Regions from separate parts of the Cyprinus carpio genome. Here region 1 is linked to region 2. A link is a contact called in public Hi-C data. All regions are on one chromosome and are shown on one strand. Each heading gives the region's core, a stretch centred on a gene start, on an enhancer-like site or on the middle of the called end of the contact. The rest is flanking DNA. Distances are from core to core; before and after follow the strand shown.

Region 1 (5,039 bases), core at 1,701-4,200, 89 kb after region 2:
TAAAAGCTATAACCACAAATAAGTAAATATTATAAAACATTAAAACTGTTCTTTGGAATATTCATAAGATTATATAGCATATAATATATATATATATATATATATATATATATATATATATATATATATATATATATTATATATATATATATTATACATACGTATATATATATATATATATATATATATATATATATATATATATATATATATATATATATATATATATATATACGTATATATATATATATGATATATATATATATATATATATATATTCATATATATATTATAATATTATATATATAATGCCATTATGCATTTAATATAATGCCTTAAGAATACCATTATAATGTATTATAAATATGGGCTTCATAGAAAGAGTTACCAAAGCTTTTTTATACAAAATATTAAATTATTTAAATATTTATAAAATTAATTTTATTCTTAAGAAAATGTTAATTATAATTATTAATTTAATTAATTATTAAATAAATTATTATTTAAAAACAGAGCCACAATTTTTTTTCCACAAATTATTCAGTTTAATACAATTTTTAAACTATATATTTACAGAGTTTTTTTATTATTATTATTCTAACAAAATTTTAATGGTAATTTCATTTGACAATAAAAGTGCAATACTCTTACCACTGTTTAACCCATTTTTATCAAATTTAAATCCATTATGCAGACTCAAAATCATTGCAGAAAAGGCAGCCGTCTCAGTAATGGATCTTGGTTTCGAGATCCTAGTTGCTCCTGATGGCTGCAGTTGGTTTACTGTAATTTGATTAGCACAAAAAAAGCATCTGTTATAATGGCAAGTAATTATATGTGTTGTGATGGCAATTATGCAATCAGCAGCGTTCTCTTCTCATATCGTGGCAGCAGATGAGATCTGAGCAGTTACATCACTGACTGACATGCTTGGTGGACCATCTGATCAACGGTTTCTATAACGACCAGCAAGCAGGTCTAAATATGAATCTGGACCAATTTCTATTGGTTTCTCTTGATATGATTCATAGCTACAGTACATGACTACAACAGAGCTTTAAAAGCACTGTTATATGGAAAAGTGTCTGAACATGATTAATAATCATAAGAATTCACACAGTATGCCACAAATATATTGGTAACATTTTACAATAAGTTTCCATTTGGTAATCATATTTAATGCACTAACTAACATGAACTAACAATGAGCAATATATTTGTTCCAGTATTTATTAAGCTTGTTAACATTAGTTAATAAAAAATACAGCTGTTCATTGTTAGTACATGTTAGCTCATATCCATTATATGACATGTCATAACATTGACATACAACTTATGATTTTAATAATGTATTTGCAAAATGCCAAAATTACTGTTAATTAAGATGAATTAATGATTTAGTAGTATTTTTCATTGTTAGTTCATGTTAACGTAGTTGTAATGCTAACACATGGAACTTTATTTTAAAGTGTTACCTATATATTTACAGCTGTTTGCAGGTGAAATGGGGGAAAAATAAAATATAATAATAATAAAAAAAATATTTTTTAAAGATTCAATTATATAAAAATGTAATTAATTTCATTAACTCTGAACTTACTCAGTACCAAAAGTGTTTCATATCCTACTGCTAACAACTGTGTACTAAAATCACTGAGATATTTTCAACTGCTTAATTTACCACGGAACAATTATTACTTATTTTTTCAAAACTAGCTTGGAGTTACTATGCCAGCTAAGGACTCTCGGCCAAAAGTAAGTGGAGATTTGTCGCCACTGAATGGCAGGAAATGACCTTAAGAGAGCTTTTCCTGAGTAACAGTAACTTAAAACAATATGTAGCATTTCTTAGCCAGTAAATGGCCATGTTTTTCTGAGCGGACACTTAAAAATGTTTATTTTTCATCCGGTTTTGAAGTGGCCACCGATATCATTTGTTATTCTGAAGAAGACCAGCTGAACTCTGTCAGGCCAAAAATTGAAAAAGGAATCCAAAATACGCCCACAGATTGATAGCCATAAAAACACACCCCACAGCAAGTACTGATGGAGGCTCGTAACCTCGGTGTGTTGAGACAGCTGCTCTGGATGACTTGGGCTCTCAACAGGTTGCATGATTCATTTTGTGAGTTAGGACTCGAGACTTAATCTCCATCCGTGTGTGATTCACCCACGGCCATTCATTTACATGGCTTTCCAAAGCGGAGCAGGCAAAGGAACAAAACAAGGTGTCATGTAGAGCGTGAGATAGTCTTTTCACAGTGGCGGTGGACAGTAACCTGCTGCAATGGCTTTGCAAATTGTCTTTACTCTGCTTTTTGTAGGGAAGTCTGTGAATTAAGCTTTTATTCAATAGACGATTATTAAATTCGAAAAATAAGGTTTATAATCTAAAATTTGCTTTCTTTGACGTAAGAGAAGAAAAAATATCATTGAAAAAAAAATAAATTAGTTCAATTAGTGCTACTAGGCCTAGCTATGGCAGGAGAAGAGAGAGGGTGTTCATGTTTTACTTTTACAATTACAAGTAATGAGCTCTTTGCTCTTCTCCTCTCTCTCTCTCGCTAACAAAAAAAAAAAAACGACGAACAAACAAAAAAAACAATACATATGTTTATCCTTACGTATATATTTATTTTTAAACCCATTTTATGGCATCAAATAACTATTAAAATCACAATTCCAAACATGCTATACCCAAATAGTCCAGCAACATTTTATTATCAATATCATCATCATCATCATCATCATCATCATCACAGTGCTTCTCAACCTGAGGATCACAGAGATAGTGCTACTACATTGTTTTTATAGAAAAGTAAACAGCAAACATTGGGGCATCCATCCTAAGTAGCAGCTCTTTTATTCTCAAGTGAATCCTAATGGAATTACCCTCACCAGAGTCTTTGTGCTGGTACCATTCCGTGGGTTAGTCAAAATCCTGGCCTCCAAACAGCCTTCATTCACACTCTCCCTGGCTGTGGAAAGCAGTCTCAGAACTTTGACTGGTTCAGTCTGGTTCCTCTTGCCACCAACCGTTTAGCACCTCCCTGTGCTAGTCTGGACGTGAGTGTGTGCATGTGTGTGTTTGACAAAATCCCTACATGCATCTAGTGCACAAAAGCCACGCCACTCTTCCAGTGAGTCACGCAAACCTTTTGGGCCTCTGGACTATGGTGCATGCCGTGAAGCTATCCGTGCATATTTCACTGTATTATGGCTTTGATATTGAAACTTAGAACATCAGCACAATCATAAGAAGAATTGGCTGATTTGACAAGCTGTCATTTAAATAAATGCTCCGATCCACCACACCCAGCCCTGAAAACAATTGCAAACATCACAAGGAGGAAGTCTATTTGTGATCAAAGTGTTTAAGGCATTTCATGAAGACTCTATAAGTCTTTCCCTGAAGGGTAACAAGCTTTCAAGAGAGAAAGAGAGTGCTGGCTGATTCGGAGCAGTCCCTCTTCACGTGTGCTGAGGGTGAAGGGTATTAGGGGAGAGGTAAGTGACAACTGTTGCTCCGGGTTACTGAGTAACCAGAGCAATTGCCTCCCTCTTAAAAGGCCTTTCAGCCAGAATTTCTGCACTTCTACCCATCCTCCTCTTCTAACCTCAGCCTTTCTGTCTTTCCTTAATTTAGTCAGCATCTCACTGAGCTTCTAAGCTATTCTAACCCTACCAATGAAACAGGTTGCTTGATAAATGATCTAGTATTATGGTGGGAAATGGTTCTATGTTCCCTTTCCTTCTGTTTTGTCATCTTTGCTCTGTTTATTTACTGACCTTGACACCCACAAGACGCAGTACAACAATATACCTACTCTTCAGTCATGACCCTGAGATACAGATCTACACTAGCGACGTGTGGACAAGGAGAACTAACTTCTTCGTGACAAAGCTTGGAACTGTTTTTCAAAACAGAGTGGAAATGATGAAGTCAAGTCAAGTTAAGTCACCTTTATTTATATAGCACTTTTAACAATACAGATTGTGTCAAAGCAACTTTACAGTATTAAATAGGAAAATAGTGTGGCAATAATGCAACATGACAATAGTAAATACTCAAATTTCAGTTAAAGGCAGTCCATCATTGAATTCAGTGATGTCATCATCCAGCTCAGTTCAGTTTAAGGCCCCGTCCACACGGAGACGCGTTTCTGTGAATACGCACAAATTTTTTATTGGATAGGCGTTTCGTCCACACGGATCCGGCGTTTTCGTAAGGTGAAACCGATATTTTTTGAAATCGGGTCCCAGAGTGGATAAATTTGAAAACGCCGTCTTTGCGTTTTCGTCTGGACGGCTAATCCGTATATTTTCTGAAACGATGACATCATCAGCCCACGTCTCCCCCCTAGTCAGACACCTCTACGTCATGTAACAGCAACAGCGCCACATGAATTACAGAATTACAGCGCCACAAGCTGGTCTGGCATGTATACTACATCATTTTGCGGTTTCGTGTGGACACGGATATTTCTTGAGACGAGGAAAAAAAAAGATCGGATTGGGGTAAGCTCCGTCCCCGTGTGGACGGGGCCTCAATAGTATCTATGCAATCAAGTCGATGATATCAATGGATATTAAGTGTCCCCAACTAAGCAAGCCAGAGGCGACAGCGGCAAGGAACCAAAACTCCATCGGTGAAGCCATTTATAATTTTTGTACTTGTAGTTATTGTTGTAATGACAGGAATAGTCACTTAAATTCTGTATAGAATAAAAAGGTTGAACAAGGCACAAATTAAAAAAAAAAAAAATCTCATTTAATATTGAATTCATTTTGATTACAAATACTGATTTAATTTTTATTAAAAATTCTTGTTTTAGTTAAAAGTAATATATATATATATATATATATATATATATATATATATATATAGAAACAATAACAAAATTCTTCTTTAAATGTACTTAATAATAATTTAAAAACCTGCATTTTCATATTTAAAATGTATTTTTTTTTTTAAAATAGCATAAGGAACAATTGTTTAAATCCTTTTTATTTTTTTTTTAAAAATTACAACCATCTAC
Region 2 (5,023 bases), core at 1,782-4,281:
TTCAGCCTACACCTGTTCAGACTAATGTAAAATATGTTGTTGTACATTAGCTCAATTGTGTTGAACCTAAGTTGTCCGTCTGAAATAAACTAAACTAAACATTCAAAACTCAACAACATGCAGGGCTAAAAAGCCCCGGATCTTTTGCACTACTAGCGACGCGGACGCGCCGACGCCCCTGGACATGACCCATACTACACGCAAGGGCTACAAAACTAACATTTTTATTTAAAAAATTGTCTTACCTGCAAGAGACGCGCGCGAGCATCATCCGCTGTCTCTTCTTTTTTTCTTTTTTCCGCCCCCGACTCTTGGTGCCTTTTCGAGGCCATGTCTGAGGTCGGTGTCTGCCAAATTTGACATTGATTGAGGCATAATCGAACAGAGACACTGGGAGGTGGGGAAGGGGGGGCACCAGAGGGAGACTGGCACAGAGATTCACCTTTTTCTCGACTAATTTGGTCTAGGCCTATATTACTTTTTGTATTGCTTTTGTATATTAACCATGCTTTTAGAAATATTTTATTTGTTATTTATACTAGTAGCCTATTGTGATGATTTTTTTTTCACGACCCAGATTTTTTGGTGCCCCCCCCCAAGCACTTGGTGCCCTACGCGCAGGTGCGTGATGTGCGTGTGTGCGGAGCGCCGGCCCTGTATATACACATGCAGAATTGATTAAGCTGGACAGTGATTTCAACTTTACGAATGTATCACTTTTTTGATGTAACCGGTCAAACAGGTTTTTTAAAATGTCTACAAATGTTCACAATTCAGTCCAACTTAATCAGAGAGTTCACTCACACACTGAATAGTTTGCAAGTGCTTCTAACAATGCAACAGGATACTTTATAATGTAGCAAACAAGAATAACAATAGATCATCACACAGAACATTCACAGAGAAAGCATTGCCATTGTTTTCCTATGTAACAGGTGACAGATTGACGTCTTTTACTATACGCACTAACGTCTGGCATATTTCGTAACCGCACATAAAGCATGTCTAGGATCTCCAACCCTGCTCCTGGTGAGCTATGATCCTGCAGATTTCAGCTCCAACCCCAATAAAACACACATGAACCAGCTAATCAAGGTGTTCTGGGAAACTTGAGTATCAAAATAACTTTTTGATGGGGGCCCTGTGCCATTACAAAGAAATGACAAGTAAAACACTGAATTAAATGTGTTTTTTTTATAGAAACACTATTTTCTATTTAGACCATTTTTAAGTATTTTCTTGTTAAACATAATCCTACAATATGTTTAATGCACAACTTTGAAAAAATATTTTCAAGGCTTAATACCATAAAAACACACACAATCTCAAAAACCAAAATACAAATAAAAAAGAAGAAGAAGGTAAAACAGGTATACCCTGGTCCCACATGTCCAAAAGTGCATATAGTGGCATACATTAACACAAAAATGTAAAGAGAAATGAAAAAAAAGGGACCATAACCCATCACAGAACATTACATAAGTTTAGTGCCTATGTAAGAAGATGGTATTTATATCTGACCTGTGAGCTCTCTATTAATAGTCTTAATCTTTAAACCAGATTTAGAGGGAATCCTCCCAGAGGGGTCAAGAGTCCCTTTGAGCCCAACACTGACCATCTGAACCATGCAAAGATCAGAATGTCTTAGCAACATTAAACTCTGCTACTGCAATCTCACATATGTTCTGCATGGTCACACAGAGCAGGTATTCTCACACTTACCCGCCCCTTCTTCTGGATCACTGACTGTCCTGGCATCAGACACTTCTACAGACTATATCCAATCATGTACTTGGTTCAAGAGCCTCGAAACAAACTGTCCTGTGAAATAATTAACTTACTACTGACGCAAAACACTCCTGAAGCTGGTACTAACATTCACACTTCCTCGATCACCACCACAGGTGTGTACATGCCAAACTGGCTGTGCAGGGGTGTGTAGGGTTCGTCACGCGGGGACTTCCTGGAACCATGGGCCCTGGAAATAAGAGAAGGCGGTCGTGTTGCTGTCATATCCTGCAGAAGTTGTTGACTCAACATCAAGATTGTGACACAAGGTCACTTCATCAAACGCGATATTTGAGCATAAAAAATAATATGGACACTGAGGTATTTTAACCACTAGATGGCAGAATAGCCTTGAGTATAATGCCAGATACTTAAGCATCAAAAGATTACAGTATATGCCGTCATGAATTCTTACAAACATTTTATGCAGGTACAGTATGGACTATTGATATTAATGTAAGAATAAAATCCCCCCCCCCCACACACATAGTTTAGTTTCTTTAATGTAAAAATCATTCAAATCAATTGAATAATTTAATCGTATTGATATTACATAATATTACATTCGTTTATCTTTTTTTATATTAAGTAGTATATTGCAAATATTTTGGTATTTATAATAAATGCACCAAAATAAACAGATGATATGTCTTGTCCGAATTTGGTCCCCCCTTATTTAGATCCAGATCAAAAGCAAAAAGAGAATATATATACATATATATATATATATATATATATATATACATATATATATATATATATATATAATATATATATATATCTTTATATATACACACACACACACATACAATATATCCAGTTGTATTAGCATTAAATAGATCTTTATTCGTAATTAGTCTATTCGTCTGTGATCAACGAAAACAAACATCTTGGTTGGAAAGTTAAGCGTCGAGACAGTTTCTGTTATTTTTGGTTTCTCTCTTTGATTTCGATTATTATTTTGCTACGACGTAATTAAACTAACAAAAACCAACTTTGTTTGTGTATGTACAAGCAATATAATACAGCTAGAAGCCATGCGGTCAAAATCGCAATTAAGTGTTTTCATAACATCCAAACTCCGTGAAAGTTTGTTTACTAATTTTTAAGGGACGAAGGCACTCATAGATGTCTATGAAGGCACTGCTTGTTTCGCTTTCAAAAGCGCGCCTGTGATTGGCTGTCGGCATTGCCGTCAATCATGTACGTGGGCGGCGTCAGGTGACATATGATAGTGAGTTCCAGTAAGAGCACTTAGAGTTTTAGTACACAGACATTCAACAAGCGACAGCAGCAGGACTATCGCATAATACTGGACTGGACTGGATTACAAAACTTTATAACAACACCAATCTGATGTCGTTCTAATAACATTGCGACTTTTAAGTCGTTTCCAATGTAATTAAGTCAGTTTAAAGTTTGTTCTTTTGCGTTTCACCTCATATTTTCTTTTGACAATCATATGTGACATTTTAAGAGACAAACAGTATTACTGGTACCATGGCTGACGCAGCCCAAAACCAGATGGTCGAGATCGACCCGGACTTCGAGCCGCTCTCCAGACCACGTTCCTGTACTTGGCCGCTGCCGCGGCCGGAGTTCCCCAACCCCGCTTCCGCCGACTCCAACACATCGTCCCCGGCTCCGTCAGTCAAGCAAGAGCCCTCCAGCAACTCGGACTTTATCAACAACCTCAGTTTGCTGGAAGAGAATGAGGACTTCTCTGATGAGAAGCCTCTCATGCTGTGCGGCGATTTCCAGTGCCAGGAGAACTGCATCCACCACCAGCAAATCCCGAGTCACCAGCAACAGGTGCCCGTGCTCTCTTCTCCAGTGGCCGCTGCCGCTGCAGCCGCGGCAGCCGCTCAGCGCAAGAGCAGCTCGTCCAGACGCAACGCCTGGGGGAATATGTCATACGCGGACCTGATTACCAAAGCCATCGAGAGCTCCCCCGAAAAACGGCTCACCTTGTCTCAGATCTACGACTGGATGGTGAAAAGCGTCCCTTATTTTAAGGACAAGGGGGATAGTAACAGCTCCGCTGGTTGGAAGGTATTTATGTTTTCGGTTTTGGTCTATACTCTCAGTCAGTTGCGCCTTGTGTTTTGGGTTTTTACGCCAAGCAGTTCAACTTCTGTAAAGGCGTCTTGGTCACCATGGTTCCCATTCAGTTGCGCTCCGATCCAGCTGTTATGAAAACAAAAACGGGTCTCGTGTGAAAGGCTCCATGACATGCGAACTTTTGGGCTTTGCACAGCTGGTATTGATTCTTGCTGTCCTGAGTTTCAGGGGGTGATTACTGTGTATCTCTTCACTTATTGTTTTAGGATTGTCATGGGATTGTCAATAGTCTCCATTCATAGGGCAGATGATTGCTTCTCATTACAGGCAGCACATGGCAAGGTGGTGCATTGCAGTCAATAGTTCAAGTGCTGACCCATGTCACATGACAGGTCCCGGGTAACAAGTGTTTTATAGATATAGCCTGCAGAGAGCAAAAACTTGTAGGATCTTTCCACATTTCCAGGTAGAACTTGTTGGAGTTGAAGTTAGGACAAGACAAAAATTTGGACCCATCCCCAATACCAGACCCCCTAAGTGGCAGAACAATACAAAACCCGCTAAAGGTCTGGTCACATTGGCAAACTTTTCTGGGATAAAAGGTGACTTGTTTATTGTCAATAATGTAGTGAAGTCTGAAGTACAAGCTCAGAAAGATGTTGCTTAAACCAAACAGCTTTCTGTTGGTTAACACATCAAACTCATGCAACTAACTTTCTTAATCTGTACATTTTCGTACAAATCACATTGTACAAATTCATACAAAATCGCCACCTCGTAACTAAAATAGTTGTTTTCTCATCGGATCGGGTTGAATTTATTGCAGTATTCTTTAATCCAGAGAATTCAACTTATTTTCATTGTTCCAAAAACAGAAATTCTAATTTTGTAAACAAATTTTATATTGTTTTGATATATAATTGAATAAGTAAAAAAAAAAAAAAAAACCTTAAATGGAGTAAATAAAGTTTTGAGGTCATGCAAAGACACCACATAGACTAGAGTTTTTTGTTGTTGTTTTTTTCTGAGGTTGAGTCTTCATTCACTCAAAGTAGAGTTCAACATAAGTGTGATCCATAAGACTGAGCTTTGGTCATGTTTATGTGTCATGAAGATCAACTTCAAACACTAGCAGAAGATACGTGGATCCCAATAAATCAGTTCGGGTGACACA

Evidence for each region. A called contact is a pair of places that touch in the nucleus more often than the background predicts.
Region 1: a Hi-C map of red blood cells shows a contact between it and region 2, with 2.5 times the contacts expected there. The contact joins the enhancer-like site here to the promoter of LOC109103872 in region 2. A contact is called at or near these places in 2 of 8 Hi-C or Micro-C datasets (red blood cells and skeletal muscle).

The regions. Positions count from the first base shown.
Region 1 is chrA15:4,422,986-4,428,024 of ASM1834038v1, forward strand. All of the region lies in intron 5 of LOC109103872 (forkhead box protein O1-A-like), which reads left to right. Among protein-coding and RNA genes, the nearest start is that of LOC109058590, 67 kb to the left of the region's middle. Within about 2 kb of position 2,951, at least 1 of the 8 cell types and tissues checked has an H3K27ac peak or open chromatin away from gene starts, as enhancers often do.
Region 2 is chrA15:4,334,061-4,339,083 of ASM1834038v1, forward strand. It overlaps LOC109103872 (forkhead box protein O1-A-like), which reads left to right and starts at 3,032. Exons shown (of 8, transcript XR_006161719.1): 1 at 3,032-3,840. LOC109058590 (mitochondrial ornithine transporter 1-like) reads right to left here. Exons shown (of 9, transcript XM_042770814.1): 3 at 1,723-1,978.